Regions from separate parts of the Mus musculus genome. Here region 2 is linked to region 1. Evidence: chromatin contacts called from public promoter capture Hi-C data. All regions are on one chromosome and are shown on one strand. The core of a region is the stretch at or near the end of the contact, and the rest is flanking DNA. Distances in the headings are between cores, read along the strand shown.

Region 1 (3,588 bases), core at 865-3,364:
GCCAAAAAATAACAAACACAAAAACCCTGAAAGAGAACACAAGACACCCCATACCCAGCAGTTCTTTTTTGAGTTAACCATATGGAGAGGCTTGGCTGCCCCTCTGTCTGGTTGCAGTGGTTCTCAACCTTCCTTACACTGCTACCCTTTAGTACAGTTCCTCATGTTGTGATGACCACCAACTATAAAATTATTTTTTGTTTCTACCTCAGTTGATGAGCTTACAGCACTTCCTACAGGAAGCACCTCGAACTAAGCACCCTGGTGTGAAAACCAACGTGGACCAATCTGTAGGTTTGGAAATTATCATGTAAAAACACGTTACCTTGAGGTTTTGAGAAGAGGGAAGTGACTGCTGGGAGTGATGGCACATACTTTTAGCCCCAGGACTGGGAGACAGAAGCAGGTGGATCTCTGTGAGTTTGAGTCCAGTTTGGTTTACAGAACAAATTCCAGAGAAACCCTGTCTCAAAACAAACAACAAACAAACAAACACTAAAAAACTAAAACTGTAAATGTGGTTATAAACTTTTCACAGTCAGGTACTAGTAGACAAAAACAAAAAACTAAATAAATTGTTATGTTCACGTCGCGGGGACCCCAAAACCATAGAGGATCCAATTCTAATGCAAACTCACAAGGGTCTTTATTATGAGCTTGTGAGCAAGGACTCCCCCCTTCCCCCAGGTCCCCATCTCAGTGGGTCAGAAGTGAGAGCCTCAAGTCTAGGGGTGTGGGTATTTATTGTGGTTACAGAAAGCTTGGGGACTTTCCATATGGGTCAGCAAGTTAATATTTTATAAACTGAATTTCTGGCATAATCTTCATGAACCAAACACGGGGGCAGAACTACCTGTCAAACAGGATGGCTAGGGTATCTATTTTCTGCAGGGTGTCTTGGATTATCTGTATGTACCTTGATCCTGCTGTTGTAGCCTGACTGGCTGTTGTTGCTAAGGGGGGTGGGGTGGGGTGGGGGTAGCCATAGGATGTTTGCTCAAGTGGACTTTGTGGTTTTCTTTCTGAAATTGGAGTTTAGCCCTTAGTTAGGCCTCACACAAAATGGATTTTCTTCTCAAAAATAGAGTTGGCTGGGCTTTACAAATGAGATTTAAAATTGATTATTTTGTAAATAAGAAAAAAAGACTGCTTCAAATATATCTTTTAAGCAGGGATAAAACACAGCCTTTCAGGTGCTTCTAACCACTTCCTAAACTGTAGACCTGTAGGAGAAAAACTCTCAAGTGTACATGAAAGATCAGAAGGTCAGGGAATGAAAATGGGCACAGTAAAGAAACCCAAATAGCTGCTCCCTGAGTGAAAAAGGAAAAGCTTATCCCAAACTGTCAAGACTGGGGAAAGATTTTCAGGGTTAAATGGGACTGGGGAAAAGGGAGCTTGTGAGCAGGGACTGAGAGAGCTTAGAAGCTACCATTGCCTTGACAAATTAACAGCCACAATAGACACCTGTTAATGGAAGGGTCACAAATTCCTCTTGCCAGAGATAAGGAGAGTGATACCCTTTTTAGCAAGCAGGCACTTCCTTCAAACCCCTGAGGGAGTTGGGGGCTTTTGTCTAAATTTGGGGACCTTGGGAAAAGGAATTTCTTGAGGGAACAGACATCCCAAGCTTTTGTTGATGATAAAGGGGTTGTATATTCTCTTCGGTATCTACTTCCTTCTGAACTGGGATGAAATTGTCAAGGTCCAGGAAGACTGGAATGTTGTTGGTCAAGGGGCTGGGAAAGTAGGGGTTCAGGCAATAGACAGAAATATCTGGCTTTTCACTCATTGCCAGGTTCTGTGGTCTATCTACAGGCTGCTTTGAAGTACTTTGGAATGCTGCTCAACAGGCTCAGGCTGGTAGGCGAGGGTAGGTAGGAGGCCCTGGGGAAGTTCAGTCAGAAGCACCTGGCTTGCTGAACACCAGGGAATTTTGCCAGGGTTGATTCCTGGATTATATCTGTTAGCTGCTGAGATAGCTCTTTACCCCCAACCATCAACTTTGTAACTTTTGAGACTCTCTTGCAAAAACTAACCCTGTCTCCCATGCTACACAGGAGTCTGAAATGGAACTAGAAAACCAAACTGCTCAGGCATACCCAGTTAATATTAACCCCAGTCAAAATAGACCCACTTAAATGGTATCCACTGCAAGTCTTAGCCTTAAAAGAACTCAGGCAGGAAGTGAAGGAAGACAGCACCCACGCACCCTGGACAAAATCTCTCCTACAGAGCCATATTGCCAACTTAAACACCACCCCCACCCCCAAGATTGGAGAGATATTTGTCGTTCTTCCCTCCCTGGCCCCATGTTTTTGGAATGGGAAGCCTTATTTCGAGATGAATGCTGTCAACAAGTCAGGTAAAACCAGGGCAGAGGCGACACCCCATGGGGTTTTAATGAACTCTTTGGCCAGGAAGCACAACAGGCTACTCAGCCAGCAGGGTACTATGAGCAGGTCCCCCTCTGTGCAACCCAAGCTTGGGATCGGCTCATTCCACCCTCAGGGTCACAAGACCTCACCTCTTCCCTACTCTTCCTCCATCAAAAGCCTGGAGAACCCCTATCTAATTTTATTCTCAGAACTAAAATGAGCCTAGAAAGAAAAATTCGCAACCCCATAGCCAGAGATCGTTTTCTTAAAACCATTGTATGGGAAGGTATGACTTCTTAATCCAGACTAGCTTGCCAGGGTCTCTGGGAGGAACTTCATGATAGGTGGATTGTAGTACCCGAGATATAGGAACCATGCCACACCAGATTACATTCATGGCTCAGGCATTTGTAGCAGCAGTAAAAACAGAAGGAGTCTGCTTCAAATGTGGGGAGGCTGGACATTGGAGGGATGAATGCTCACAAAACCCTGTCCCCCTAAGAGATTCTAATCCCCCTAAGACAATCTGTCCCCACTGCAGAAAAGGTTTCCACTGGAAGAGATACCATACCATTGTATATGATAAGGATGGTAAGCCACTGGAACCTTTAAGCTCCAGATGGGACAGCCCTCAGCCCTGACAGTAAGAGGGACAACTGCTCCCATAGAAGCCTTATGGGTGTCCAGCATCTCAGAAGGCGCCCATCCAAAATTAACCACTAAAGTAGACAATAAACCATTCAAGTGCCTTATTGATCCTGGAGCAGATGGTCAATCTTAAGACAGCAAGAGATCGCATGTGACTGGCAACCGATCCCTGGGTCCCAGCTCATAGGCATAGGGGGTACCTCTCACACATTCATCACTAAACAGGCTTACAAGTGGAAATACCTGGATGAGGCTACCAGCTTTATATACCCCCTGGTGGCTCAAGTAGCCCTTGACTGGTGGGGCTGCCAGACAACACCCACCAAGACCACCAAGGTTTCTGAGAAGGATAAGTGTCACTGAAGTTAGCAGCAAGTATAGACCAAGTAGCTCCCGAGTCTATTAAAAATGACAGACTTTCCAGCTATCTGGACAGTCATTCTAGATTGCTCCGTGGTAGTCTTGATTTCCTTGGGGGCAGAGGTCTCAGGGCCACATCGGTCTTTAGCTACCAAGCCCAGACTTTCCTGTGGGAGAGGAAATTGGGGGACATGTCCAGATT
Region 2 (4,123 bases), core at 198-2,697, 150 kb before region 1:
AGGGCACGGCCCACACCATCGCCCTTTTGCATGATGGGAACAGTGACAGCAAGGAAAACCCCACTGTGAAAGGACGCAGTGAGATCCTTTTAAAACGCAACCTAAACACCCAACGTTCCAGGGAAGCTTCCCCTTGACAGAAATATGTGAAAAAGAGGGAACCACACCAACTATCTCTTTCTCAACCAGCACCAAAGCTCTTCCTTCAAGTGTTCAGGGTCTCATCTATCTCCTTTCACCTCATAACCTGTTGGTGCTGGGCCCTAGGTACCCTGTGTGATGAAAAGGGGAAGAAGGAAACAATAAGTAGGAAGTGATGAAAGACTGACACACCAAAGCAGGGGTCCGCAAGCTTTCTGTTGCTGTTATTTGCAATAAAGGGACAGCTGTGGATATTTTTTAGCTCTTTATGCTCCATAAGATCTTATCACTCTTGCCATAGTCAGGCAGCAAGGGTGAGGATACATAAAGCAAAAGGGTGTGGCGGTGCCTGTAAACTCTATACATTTGATTTTCATGCCATTCTCATGCATTACAAGGGATTCTTTTCCTTTTGAATGTCTTCCAACCATTTAAAAACATAAAAATCTATAATTAGTTTGGGACTAGGGCAAAAACGCACTTGGGCCTCTCTCCAACATTTGCTGATCCTCTTTGAAGAGTCAAAGGAAGGGGTAGATTTTGGAGGGGATGTGAATTACTGGAAACATTTTTTAAAGAAACGAGGGGAACTGAAGTAGCAGGTAGGAGACAGGCAGGTGATGTAGGGAGTGGCTAAAAAGATGGCTGGGAGTGGAGTAAGGGGGAGAGGAAAAGAGCGAGCTGGGAGGGACTGGCCTCCTCCCACATTCCTGTCTGTGGTTCCAATGGCTGCAACAGGCTCCGGTTTCTCATCTGTATGTCTTGGCTGTTTGCCTGCGGTTTCCCCGCAGCTGAGTCCCCCAGAATTCAGGAAGGCTACGTTCTGAACCGCTTTCTTTCTAGTCTTCATGAACGCCTAGCGACGCTGCCCCAAGTTCTCACTGAGTCTGCAGCTCTCTGGCGGCCGCCACTGGTTGGGTTCAGGGGCTCACGGCCCCAGGGAGTCTAGCGGCCGCACCCAGCCCGGGCTCAGGCCAGTTAGGCAGCCGCACCCAGCCTAGAACTTATTTTGCCCGGGAGAACAAAAGACCGCCGTTTCTCCCCACAGGCTGTTATTAGGGTGTAATTTTAGGGCTTCCTCGTGCCCTCCACTCTTCTCTAATTGCCTCCCACAGTTTCATCTTCCCGATCCATTTTCTGCCACGTCCACACGTTAGTCCAAGATACACCCAGCCAAGAGCATGCGTAGCTCTTTGTTGTTTTCATTAAAAAGAAAAAAATCTAAAAAGTTCAAAAACTTATGCTTACCAAGTTGAGGAGCGAGGTCCGGCTGCGACTGTGGCTGACGGTGGCTGGGACAGGAGTGGCGGTCGGGGTCCGGGTCCCGCCCCTCAGCCTGACTCAGGCTGTGCCCGCCCCGGCCCCCGCCCCTCCGCAGGCCTCGGCCTGTCCCCATGTCGGTGCTCTAGACTCAGCTCACTGGTTGTAGTCCCTGTGACTCAACAGGTCTCTGTTCCTCTCTCCCTGGAATCTCAAAGATTTTTGGCTTTAGGGGAAGTCATGCCCCTAGCTCTTTTTCTATGCACGTGTCCATTTGCAGTTCAGGTCAGATAAGCAGAAAGAATGTGAGTCGTGCTCATCAAGTAGGTCCCTAGGAGCTGGGGCTGTCCTGCTACACTGAAGAAATTTAATAAACAGTTGTGATTTTTTAAATTTTTCTGACACGTGGTATTCCTGAGTAGCTAAAGCTGACTTTGATTCTCTATGTAGCACAGGCTAGCCTCAAACTTAGGACCCTCCTACCCCCGCATCCCAAGTGCTGGATTATAGGTGTGCACCATCTGGCCTACCTAAGGGCAGTGATTATTGCCAACAGAATATTGGTGATTATTGTCTAGAGATAATTTTCACCCTGCTTTCAAGTTTTAAAATGACAGTTAAGAAAACTCTTGCAGCTAAACATCTCCCTGTGCAAGTGCGGCATTTTCCTGTCTGTGTTTCAATAAAGTTGGGAATTGTATGACAAACTTCCAGCTTCTAATCCTTGGTCCACAACATCACTGCAGCACTTTTGGCAAGTACTGGCCCCTCTGAGCTTCCATTTTCCCATCTATAAACAAGCCATGCTGCCTTCACCACTTAGTAAAGGCACGTAGAATGTCTATCACATAGAGTGATGCCCTTAAGGAGACACCCCCCGCCCCAAAAAAAAGAACAACTTGCAGAGTAGATGTGAATAGGGCATTGTGTGAATGCTTCCTGGTTTCTGCTCCCCCAATTTCACCAGTCACAGTTCCTGTCTCTTGTTTAGGAACCCTTGAAGTCAGACATGGTGGCCCTTGCCTATAATCTCAGCATGTGCAAGGCTGAAGAGGGAAGACTACTGCAAGTTCAAGGCCAGCCTGTGGCCTACCTAGTGAATTCCAGAACGGCTTGGGTTACAGAGTAGGATTTTGTCTCATAAGAAAATTAGAATCCAAACCAAAACAAACACTCTTGTGTTTCCAACAATAATTCAAAAAATAATTAGATCCACCCTCTTTCCATTTCTGCCGATGATGTGACCATTTTCCCATTTTCCTTATTTGAAAACATTAGCACCATGTTTTTAAAAAAATTACTTTCTTACACGATTTTCTAAAATCATGGCCCTTGGAATTTCAGCTTACTGTGTGCTTGGACCCACCTGTCCTTCTTCCACACCTGCACTGATAGAGTTTACATCCCCACTCCCTTTTTCCATTGATTTTGCAACTGGGCCCTTGCCCTCCAATAAAAACATATTTAATCAATAAAAACACATTTTCCCAATGTGCAATTTTGATTGATTAACTGCTTACTTTAGAACAAAACACACAATAAAAGAAACAAAGTAACTTACTAATACTTTTATACCAAACCAAACTGCTGGGGACAGAAAGATGGCTCAGAGGGTAAGGGTGCATCCTCCAAGCCTGTTAACCTGGATTTGATCCCTGGAACCCAAATAGTAAAAAAAGAGAACCAATTTCTACATGCTGACCTTAAACCTCCACATGTGTGTTATGGTGAGTGCCCCCCTAATAATTAATAGCAAAATAAATATTTTTTAAAACCCAAATTTCTTGGCCTCTTTGTGTCCCTGAATAACCTGTTCAGCCTTAATGAATAAGCTAAAATATCAACTATTCCTTTGATTGCATTTGAGAACCTACTAATTGCCAAGCATTGTTCTGGGATCTGCAAATATAAACACTAGTGTGCTACAGTGCCTGCCTTTGAGAACCTCCATGAACAGATGTCACACAGATGTTACTGGGGCATTGTAGATGGCACTAGGATTAGTTAAGATCTTAAATCTATGTGGGAAGTTTTCTGTATGAGGGATTGCTTTTTCTAGAGGAAGAACTGTAGCTTTCGCCAGATTCTCAAAAAAAAATCTATAATACAAGTTATTAAAGAGCCATAAGTCTAAGTTACTCTATACCCTACTCCTGGGCATGTCCACATCATAATCTCTTTAAAGGGAATATACCTCACTTACAGCCTCTGCTGAAGGGGTAGACTCGGTGACCAAAGTTTGCATGATTTGACCTTGTGCCCATTGTCATAACTGATTGTACTCAAGGCCATCCAGTACATAGGATGGCAGTGGCAAAGGCTTCATGATAAGATGAGATGGGACATATCAGGCCTCTATTCTTGCTTGGAAGCTGGAATTTGGATCACATACAGACTTTGAGGCATAGAGAGAACTAGAAAGTCAGGACAAATTGGAAATACGAACAAGACACCAAGAATAAATGGGAACTGGGAGATTTAGAAAGAAGCATGCCATGCGGCAGAGAGAAGAAAATAAGTCAGCTGGGAACTGAGAATAAAGAAGGCTCCTGTGGGGCTGAATAAACCCTGAGGAGCTCTGGACCAAGTAAATGTGAAGTGTTCAGGACTAGTTGGGTGGTTAGCCTCATCTAGGGTTGCCTGTGGTCACTTTCCAGGGCAGGCTGATGGGGCCCAGTGCTAGGTTCAAACCAAGCTTTTTGGAAAAAGGTAGTCAGACCAA

The links. Promoter capture Hi-C pulls out the DNA fragments that hold promoters and counts their contacts.
Region 2: a contact with region 1 is called in a promoter capture Hi-C map of liver, with 2.4 times the contacts expected there. The contact joins the promoter of S100a11 here to the enhancer-like site in region 1. A contact is called at or near these places in 16 of 39 promoter capture datasets (the 3T3-L1 cell line, 3T3-L1-derived adipocytes, the C10 cell line and 9 more), 7 of 484 Hi-C or Micro-C datasets (the 3T3-L1 cell line, the CH12 cell line, embryonic stem cells and 4 more), 8 of 115 datasets of contacts at active chromatin or transcription factors (acute myeloid leukemia, bone marrow-derived macrophages, embryonic stem cells and 2 more) and 4 of 9 other capture datasets (adipose tissue, embryonic stem cells, liver and 1 more).

The regions. Positions count from the first base shown.
Region 1 is chr3:93,365,712-93,369,299 of GRCm38.p6, reverse strand. No RefSeq gene overlaps it. Among named protein-coding and RNA genes, the nearest start is that of Rptn, 26 kb to the left of the region's middle. Within about 2 kb of position 2,114, at least 25 of the 459 cell types and tissues checked have an H3K27ac peak or open chromatin away from gene starts, as enhancers often do.
Region 2 is chr3:93,517,820-93,521,942 of GRCm38.p6, reverse strand. S100a11 (S100 calcium binding protein A11) reads right to left here and starts at 1,447. Exons shown (of 3, transcript NM_016740.3): 1 at 1,390-1,447.